Linked DNA regions of Mus musculus: region 1 is linked to region 2. The links are chromatin contacts, called in public Micro-C maps. All regions are on one chromosome and are shown on one strand. Each heading gives the region's core, a stretch centred on a gene start, on an enhancer-like site or on the middle of the called end of the contact. The rest is flanking DNA. Distances are from core to core; before and after follow the strand shown. Region 1 overlaps Ank2 (ankyrin 2, brain). Region 2 holds the start of Arsj (arylsulfatase J).

What was found. A called contact is a pair of places that touch in the nucleus more often than the background predicts.
Region 1: a contact with region 2 is called in a Micro-C map of muscle stem cells, with 6 times the contacts expected there. The contact joins the enhancer-like site here to the promoter of Arsj in region 2. A contact is called at or near these places in 5 of 39 promoter capture datasets (the 3T3-L1 cell line, the C10 cell line, cranial neural crest and 2 more), 1 of 15 datasets of contacts at CTCF or cohesin (pro-B cells), 1 of 484 Hi-C or Micro-C datasets (muscle stem cells) and 1 of 9 other capture datasets (liver).

The regions. Positions count from the first base shown.
Region 1 is chr3:126,920,034-126,924,732 of GRCm38.p6, forward strand. It overlaps Ank2 (ankyrin 2, brain), which reads right to left. Exons shown (of 48, transcript NM_001327938.1): 48 at 1,574-3,938. The coding sequence ends at 3,924. Among named protein-coding and RNA genes, the nearest start is that of Gm25501, 83 kb to the right of the region's middle. Within about 2 kb of position 2,143, at least 61 of the 459 cell types and tissues checked have an H3K27ac peak or open chromatin away from gene starts, as enhancers often do. A contact at or near this core is called in muscle stem cells, where this site is marked.
Region 2 is chr3:126,360,391-126,365,111 of GRCm38.p6, forward strand. Arsj (arylsulfatase J) reads left to right here and starts at 3,462. Exons shown (of 2, transcript NM_173451.3): 1 at 3,462-4,721. The coding sequence starts at 4,384.

The DNA.
Region 1 (4,699 bases), core at 893-3,392, 560 kb after region 2:
GTTCTTAAATATCGTTTTTGCCCTGAGATGACGTTGTATTACCTATTTACTCATGTGGTACATTGCAAGACTGTCATTGGATTCTGGTGTGAGTAGATAGGACTCAGAAATAGCAGCTCACCCAAGGGAAAGAAAGTATTGTTTTTAAGTAGAGATGATGGATTCAGTTTTCACAAAGTTTTAATATGCTTTTTTAATGAAAGCAGGCAGATTATCTCGAGAGAATCTGCCACTCAAGAAAAATTAGCATTGATTTAGGTTTTCATTAAAAATTTGTTTAGTTTCTTTCCATCTGACCTATTCTCATGCCTGGCATTTGCCCATAACCAGGCTCTCCAAGCTGACATCAACTGAATGGCTCCCACGAGCAGTCTCATTTCCAATTGATGCTTAGCGTCTATGCATGTGTGTGAGTTTACACCTCTGTATGACTAATACAGACCATTTACAAGCTATCTATCATCTTCCCTTAGATTAGAGGCTCTCTCAGCCCCACTTCTAAATATATTTTTGTAAAAGGGCATATGAGTCACAAAAGCTTACTTTCAAAACTGGGTTTGCACGAAGCTAAGTATGAGAAGATACCATATTTTCATATTTTCTCTTGCTATTCAATGTTCTACATCCAGTGCCAGGCAAACCCAGAGTTGCAGTAAGTAGAAAACAGAGCCCAGTAAGCAAATGACAGGGACACATCTACTGCTACTTGGGGGTGGGAGGGCACAAACTTTAATATTCTGTTTTCTTTAGTGTTGTTATGGTGATCCCAGACCCAGAAGATCTTGTTAATGAACAAGAGACAATACAAATCTAGCTGGCCTATTGATGTTGCAGTAAGATTTAAATAAACTCACTCAGTTTTAAGCATTTCTTTTGCTTTCACTGTAGACATACAAGACAGACAGGGGACACACACATACACACACACACACACACACACACACACACACGGAGGGAGGGAGGGAGAGAGAGAGAGAGAGAGAGAGAGAGAGAGAGAGAGAGAGAGAGAGAGAATGATTGATAATGCGATTTTGTTGTTTTGCTTTTTAAAACCCAAACACTCCAAAGGATTACAATTTGAATATTCCTGCCTTGTCTTTGTATGAATATATTCCTTTAATTTCCTGTTCTCTGGCTGCAAAACAAAAAAGGAAATGCCAGGGTTTACTGCTGTCCCGAAAGTCTGTCTCATACTGCTGTCATTATACATAAATGGATCAAATTCCTGTGGCCTTGCCCTCTGTGTTACTGATCAGATTCCCCAGTTCCCTTCCCTCAACATCCTTAAAAGCTCCTACTTTTCATTTACTAGATAGCCTCAAAATTTAAAAAAATTCATTAAAAAATGTCTTGTTTTGCCCAGTTGAGTAACAGTAAGAATAAAAGTTCCTCAGGGCTGTGGTGAGCTAGTCCACATGCTACCGTTTGGCCTCTCAGAATATTATTAAATAAAATCACAAAGGAAAAACAAAGGTAATTCATGTGTTTCTGTTGGCTTCATGTTGACCTCATTTAACAACCTCTGATTCTCCTAAAATAGACTGGTCATAAAGAAGGACAAAACCACCACTGCAACACTTAACACTTATACATTTTATTTAGTTAAATCAGCCATTGTACAACATTGCAGCTATGTATTGTTAGTGTTGTATTGTTTTCCAATAACTAATACATGCCCTCATAGATATATTCAATTAGTGTTATCACCATGGGAACAAGATGCTGATTCATCAACTGAAAATTCACTTCTCACAGTATTCAAGTTTTTGATAACACAGCAAAAAAAAAAAAAATTAAAATTGAAGGAAAAAAAAGTGAAGAACCATTAAGTTGCCACAAGGACATCATCTGCACTGCAAATAACACAACAGAAAGGCTTTTCATGAGCTCCAGGGCAAAGATCTGATAAGATGGCCACCTCATATCTCAAGAAGGGCTGCCACCTGCCTCTCTCTCTCAGTTTGGATGCCAAAGAACACTTTGTTTCTACACAGTCCCCCAGAAAGTGCTAGTGCCGGGGACTCAGGAGATTTGCCTGATGGGAAACCTCTCTCCCAGGAAAATTCTTCTCTTGGCAATGTTACTCAAAAAGATGAAGTGCTATTGTTTGTCGTGTTTGTGTCTGACATTCCGAGCAATGAGTCAGTTCTGCACACAGGAAAAGGCTAGATAGGACTGGAAAAATGTCAGTCTCTGGAGGGTAGGCTGTTTTCCTTCTTTCTCTCTCTCTCTTTCTTTCTTTCTCTCTTTCTTTCTTTTTCTTTTTAATTTCATCTTCATTGAATATACTTTCTTTAACAAATAACTGATTCAAAACGTATACTGTTTATATGAATATATTTGTGAATATATTTATATATATATGTTAAAATGCTACACAGCTTCAATCACTAGGGGGATTCGACATAGGGCATGGGGAGCACTCAGACTGTCATTGTCCCTTCTCTAAAACAAACAGAAAGTCACACAAATGCACTTCAGTTTCCAAGAGTGACTGGGGTTTGAATAAATAAACCAAAAAAAAAAATTAATGAGAACCAAATTTTCCAAGGATTTCCCAAAATCTCATCTGCAAGCTGAAGAGCAGACATGGCGAGAAAGTTGAGACTCAGAGTGAAAACCATTAGTGTAATGAGAAGATGTGTGTGTGTGTGTGTGTGTGTGTGTGTGTGTGTGTGTGTGTGTGATGCTACATGCAGGTATTAGAGGAAAGATAAACTTGGAGGTGGGGAAAAAGAAAAGAAAAGAAAAGAAAAGAAAAGAAAAGAAAAGAAAAGAAACCACTCCAACATGGTGACAGCATTTAACCTTTTGTGTGGTGCATAAATCTTGTTTCCAATGAATTATCTACAGTGCAGTGGCCAGAAGAAAGTACCACCAGTAAGACAGCGTGGTTTGCTAAAGCAGCAATGAACACCGGAAAACTACAGTAGTTATAGCTTTTAAAATACCCTGCCAACGTGTCCAAAGTCAAAAACACCTGAAGGTGCTAGAACACCACCCCTGAAGCTTCTAGCACCAGAATACCTCGCTGTTTCCATCTGCTGGCCTGTGAGTCCTTCTCCCTCTCCCTCAGGGCCACAGTCCAAGAGCCAACGGCTATGGCTGACCAGTCCTAGAGACCACTCCTAGGGATTCTTCTTCAAGATTATGATCCTGACGGCTTTAAGAGCAAATGGCTACTCTGGAAGTTCTAAGGACGTGTCTAAGTCTGAAGTGTTTCTTCCATAGAACTGTATTACCATTTGATTGTGTTAGCAATATCATAATTAACCATTGTTCAGCAATATCTAGAGGCTTTTATTCCATGATGCCCAGTGTAATTATGACAGGCAGTGGTTTGAATTTTACTCTGTTGTTCGTCTGAGAATTTCGGCTATATACATTATACATAGATACCCTTGGAAGGATTCCCCTGTCATTTGAAGAAGTCTGCAGGTGAAGTTCTTCTGATTCATGGAGTTTCATGGAGCTTGAGCAGAAGCAAACAATAGAGATGCCAGTTCCCAGGTTAGCACGGATGCTCAAAATAGTGGATACAGCATCCGGAAGGAAGGATGCTATCTTTGGTCACAAATTAGCTTATAGTTAGAGAGGGGCAGGGAGAAAGAAGGAAAAGTAGATGCTGTGTGTTTGCTGAGAGTGGAAGTGTCACTGGGTCCCAGTAATTAGGCCACTTCAGTCACTCCTGCGCAGAAATGGGAAGTTGCATATTGAGTGGGTTTGTGGTTTCTGGTGAGAACTGGGCAGCTCCTCATTTGGCCTCTTGCTTTGTGTTCTCCTTGCAGAAGTGCCGAAGGAGTTGCTGGAGATCTCGCTGGAGGTCGTCTTGGTCCAGTGCTCCGGGAACATCCTCCAGGTGCTCCAAGGTGATGTGTTTCCCCTGCTGGTCCTTCACCACAGCCCTCCTCTGTGTCCTGGCTTTACTCATTGTTGTCCTACAGGAAGCAGACGAGATTAATTAGGCTCTGTCTTCCCTGAACACCCAAGAACTTCCTGTTTCACCTTTGCATGTGTTTCTATTAGCATGTTTCTCGAGTTTCTCACAAGTGAGCTTCTCTTGTCAGAAAGGACCTGATTTTTTTTTTTTCATCTTTTAGAAACACTTCATGGGAAAGACTCTGTGTGTCCATTTTATTTTCTCAAAGAGAAGCCAGGTCATATGACTCATGTTCCGGTTGAGCTGCACGGATCTGAAAGATCCTTGTCTGCTCTGAAATAACCATCCCACAGGCACCACTGGCACACTCAGAAAAATCATTTAAAATCGATTCACTTCGCAGACCTCAACTTTGCCCAAATTTTGTCTTACTAGCACTTTCCTGTGAGATTCAGATCTTTAAAAACTGGGATATTCTATCAATATACAAGACAGGGACTACCAACAGGAAGGTCTCTGAAGCTTCCCTGGGAGTTAGCAAGAAAGGGAAAGGAAACAGATATGACTTGTGAGAGCTGACACTTCTTGTGTATCCTCAAGACCTCCATATGCCTAAGTCCTGTGCATCCCTGCATGCCAGTGCATCCCTGCATGCCTGTGCATCCCTGCATGCCGGCCGCTCCCTTCCCTGTCGCCTCACGAGGAGCTTCTTGAGAAAGGATGCTATAGCTTACTGTTTTATTTCATACAGTTATTTTCTTAGATTCCCCCACTTGAAAATGATACTACAATTTGTTCTCTCTGTATTCTTCTTGCTTT
Region 2 (4,721 bases), core at 2,212-4,711:
CAATGTCATTTTATGGAGAGATTGAACATGAGTGCTCCAGAGTAGTACTTGCCCAGTTACTAATTTTGCTGCTTGTTGGTGATGTTCTTAGCTTTGCTGTTCACAGATAGGTCACTGTGACTCACTGCTGTACCCTATACTGTCAACTTCAGTGATGTTACACCCTAAACCTGCCTGTCCCTGGGTAGGGCTGCTGCTACCATGTCGTATTTTGATTTCCCTTCCAAGTACTTACCAAGATCCTAATTTGCCCTACCTTTCATTTGACTTTTATATTACAGAAGAAAAACTCTATCTGGGGTCCCCAAACTTGTATCCATTCTCCTCTTAGTCAATTAATTCTTTTTGAGCTTTCAGTGAACATCGGTTCTCATAACCAAAGCCTAGTGTTTTAATCAAGGGATGCACTACTGTGAAATTTTCAAATTTTGCGGCAACTGTGGGAGTCCATTATCTACTCCTCCAAACATCCCCTGAAAAAGAAATCTCCAAGTTTTCTTCCTATATTCTTCATCACTACTTGTTCTAATCAAAAGGTGTCACAATTGTCAGTCATCTTGAAAGGACGTTATAATTAGTCAGACTCATGGGATGAAATGTCTTTGTTGTTTCTATTACTATAAATACAGCCCAGAAGAGACCATGCTTCAGTGACATGTCCTGTTCATAAAGGGATCCACTCCTAAGGTCCAAAAAGTCATTGGCCGGCTCTTCAAATTCCCTAAGTATATGATATCATGGGAGCTTATTAATCTCAGTTCCTATGCACCTACATAATGCTCTATCTATCTATCTCTATCTCTCTATCTCTATCTCTGTCTCTGTCTCTGTCTCCATCTCTATCATCTCTGCCTACACTTTGTGAAGGATCAGATGTTAGCTCTCAGCTACTCTCCAGTACCATGCTATGCCTGCCTGCCGGCCAGCATGATAATAATTGACTAGCACTCTGAAGCTGTAAACAAGCTTCCAGTGAAATGCTTTGTTCTTTTAGTTGCCTTACTTGTGGTGTCTCTTCACACCAATAGAACAGTAGCCAAGACATATGGCCATTCTATAACTAAATGGGGTTTATTTATAATTAAGTATACCCAACCAAAATAAACCTAAGACAAGATTCCATGGAAACAACTGATTGCTAGAATCAAGAATGTTGGTTCTAATGTGAGAAGACTACTAAGCTGCACAGACATGTCAACTTGACATTTCATGAGGGAGGTGGGACTATTGTCTGAAACAAGAGAGCATGAATTCCAACTCTATGGTAGGAAATGCCGAGTCCGTATTTATAACCCAAGTACACAGACAATAGACTCCTGGCTGCCAGTTGTGACCAGTCTGTGCTTGTTGGCTGGGAATGATTTGAAACCCCATTTGTAAGTGAATCTTTTGAAGAGAAGGAGCTTTGAAGTCAGTTATACATCCAAAACTTCTGCAGAAAAAAGAAAGATAACAAATAAAATAATATCCTTTTCCATTTAAAGCTCACTCCTCTGAAGTACCTCACCTCCTAACCGCACACATCTTGCATCAGGTGTGTTTGCTTTATAATTTCCTTGTTTTTGTCTTCTCCAGAATGTCTTCTCACAGTAACACTTGGGGCCTGAAGGTTTTGGTTGAGTGAGATCTTTCTTCTCCACCATAGTAGAGGGTCTACCAGAGTCCAGACATCCTAATTTAGTTCACTCCTTGCTTCCACTGCTATTACTGGCCCATCTCATCCACTGTTATCAAGTGGAACAATGTTCCTCGGGGCTAGTCTAGAATAATGAAGTATAAGAGGTACTTGAGCATGCATAAGTGTGTCCATGTTTAGGGTACAATGGTTAGCTCACAGGAAGTATTGCATAAATGTTGGCTTAAAGAAAATTCTTGCCAAAAATCTAAATTGGAAATGCTTGTTATTGTCACATGGAAACACAGACGACCCTCCTGCCATGTTACTCATTAGCTCTCCAACTGAAAATAGCTGGGTCTGTTGGAGTGTGTACATCTTTTCCACTCCAGCACCCACCCCACTAGACCAGTGAAGTCGGAATCCCTACCTCTCTGTGCTTTTAATCTCCCAGTAGAACTGACTCTTTTTAAATGTTTGGAAATTTAAACTTAGAGAGTTGTTACTCTCAATTCTAAGCATGTCTTCTAAATCTCAACGTCTCTCCTGGAAGCAGCCAGAATAAGCCACTGCCTGCTCATGTTGGCAAAATTAGCTGCATGAAACAGCATTCTGTCTCCCAGTTTAAGTTTCCATTTCACCAAGTTTGCCTGCAAAGTTGACAGGAACTGTGTAATAGCAGAAGGGAATTAAAAGTAACAGCTAAATGAAACTTGGAATTATGACTTAGTCATTAATTGAATCTTGCATGTTGTATGCCAGGCTATACTAGGTGTTCAGTAAGAAAGTGTTGAAAACATTGGGAATAACATATATATACACCGCTTTTGGCATTGATGCCTCTTCTATAAAGATCCTGCCTCTGGGCAGTGTTTTAAACGGTTCTAACTATGGTAAAAAATAAAGTATGTTTTCTCAGTGAAAGCAATCTTTTATTGTAGGGAGAGGAGAGAAACAAAAGAAAGGAGATATAAATGGAAAGAGAGAAAGGGAGAGAGAGGGGAGGAATGAGAAGAGAATACACGGTGATATTATGTTCACTACAAAACAAATCCAAAGGCTGGAGGCAGAGCTCAGCTGGCAGATGGCATGGGGTTGACTCAACATTATATGACAGTACGCCGAGGGTGTGTGTGTGTGTGTGTGTGTGTGTGTGTGTGTGTGTGTGTGTTCACTCAACACTATATGAACCTGGCTTCGAGAAATCTTACAGTCTGGGGAAGTGGAGACAGGAGCATCAGATGCTCAGAGTTACCATCAGGTATGTAGTAAGTTCCAGGTTAGCGCATGAATCGCTGACTCGACACTATGCGACAGATGGGCTTCCTTCTTCGGGGTGTAACCTTCCTCTCTTTCTACATTCTTGGCGGGAAAAACCAAGTTTGGAGAGAGGCAGAAAGCCTACATTCTTAACATCTTCACTAAGGAAGAGAGTGATGAGACCGGAAAAGTCAACTGTTGACAGAAAAAGTACTAGTTTAAAAGTTGCACTTGTGGCTGTCAGTAAAAATAAAGAGAAAAGAAAAGAAACGGCAAAGCCAGGGAGGGATGGGAATGGGTGGCGGGTGGAAGGGGGGGGGGTGCAGTAGTTGAGCAATGAAGGAAAACCAGCCACAGAGTGTTCTGTGCCATCTGTTGATTCTCCTGCTCTCTTCTCACTCGCTCCAGTAGCTTCCAACGTTTCGGGATGGACAAGGGGCATCGTCTATGGGCAGACCCACAGAAAGATGGTCTTTCACCTGCACTGAGGAGTCTCACTGGGGACCCCAGGGAGCCGCCCCGCAGCAAAGCCGCCCTTCTCGGGTCCATCCTTTTCCTCGCAGAAAGGAGGGCGGAGAGCCAGCGCCTCCCCGGCCTGGGCCCGCCCTCAACCAGCAAGCATGGATCTCCGGCTGCGACTGCCTGGCGAACAGAGGAGGAAAGCACAGATGGCTAGAACTAAGTCAGCCACCCAAGGGCACGCTGGAGCAGCTGCAGCACCCACAGGGGACACGTGCGCTCTGCGATCGCCGCCCAGGACTCTGTGAATGTCCCCAAGCGCTTCGGGGTAGAGAAGGAATTGCTGAAGAGGAGGCCGGCTGGGGCAGGATCCTTTCTCACTTCGGGGGCCCGGAGAGGGGTCAAGAAGATTGACAAACGCTCAGCGGAAAATGGGGAACTAGCCTTGAAAAGGTAGGAGTAGCGGCCAGCAGGAAGAAGGTCCCCTCGGCTCAGCCTGTCATTCATCCATAAGCAAGGGGTTCCTTGGGGCAACTTGGCAAGGCTTCCCGGGTGCCTGGAACGCTGGACCGATGTCAGTCCCACCACGCCTGGTGCTTGCCTGCGCATGGACACAGTCCTGCTCCCCGAAGATGTGGAGGATGATATGACTGCCAGACGTTCCTGTCCTGTGTGGCTCTCAGTCCCTTTCTTGTCCTTTATTATTTTTATTATTTCTTCGTGAGAACTTTTGGGTGAAGATGCTAACTTTTTTTTTCTTTCCTGCAAGCTGCCGGGTGATGTTAGGAGGTAAAAGAAAAATTGAAAAGTAAAGAACTGCAAGTCAGTGAAGAGGACATCTGCTCCCTTCTAGTTTTTCCAATGTTCATGAGTTAAACCGTTACCTCCAGAGGATTGAAGTTGTGGGAAGTGGTGGCATCTGGGGAAGGGAGCAGGATTCCCTCGCAGCCTTCCTTCAGCTGTCTCTACCCCTTCGCATGTATGAGTGGACCAGCAGCAGCAAAGGGGGCAGGGTTCTGCTTGTGGAGTCTCCTGTGGGACCAGAGTGAATGGCCCCCAGGGACAGTGCGGAGCCTCTGCCTCCGCTATCTCCACAGGCCTGGGCCTGGTCTGGAAAGTTCTTAGCGATGGGTGCCCTGGCAGGCTTCTCGGTCCTCAGCCTGCTCACCTATGGCTACCTGTGCTGGGGCCAGGACTTAGAAGAGGAGGGGTCCCTAAAAGCTCAAGTTGATGAGAGACCTGAAGCAGGCACAGCAGGCACCTCCCAGCCCCATCTCATTTTTATCTTAGCTGATGATCAGGGATTTAGAGATGTGGGTTACCACGGATCTGAGATAAAGACGCCCACCCTTGATAAACTCGCTGCAGAAGGAGTTAAGCTAGAGAA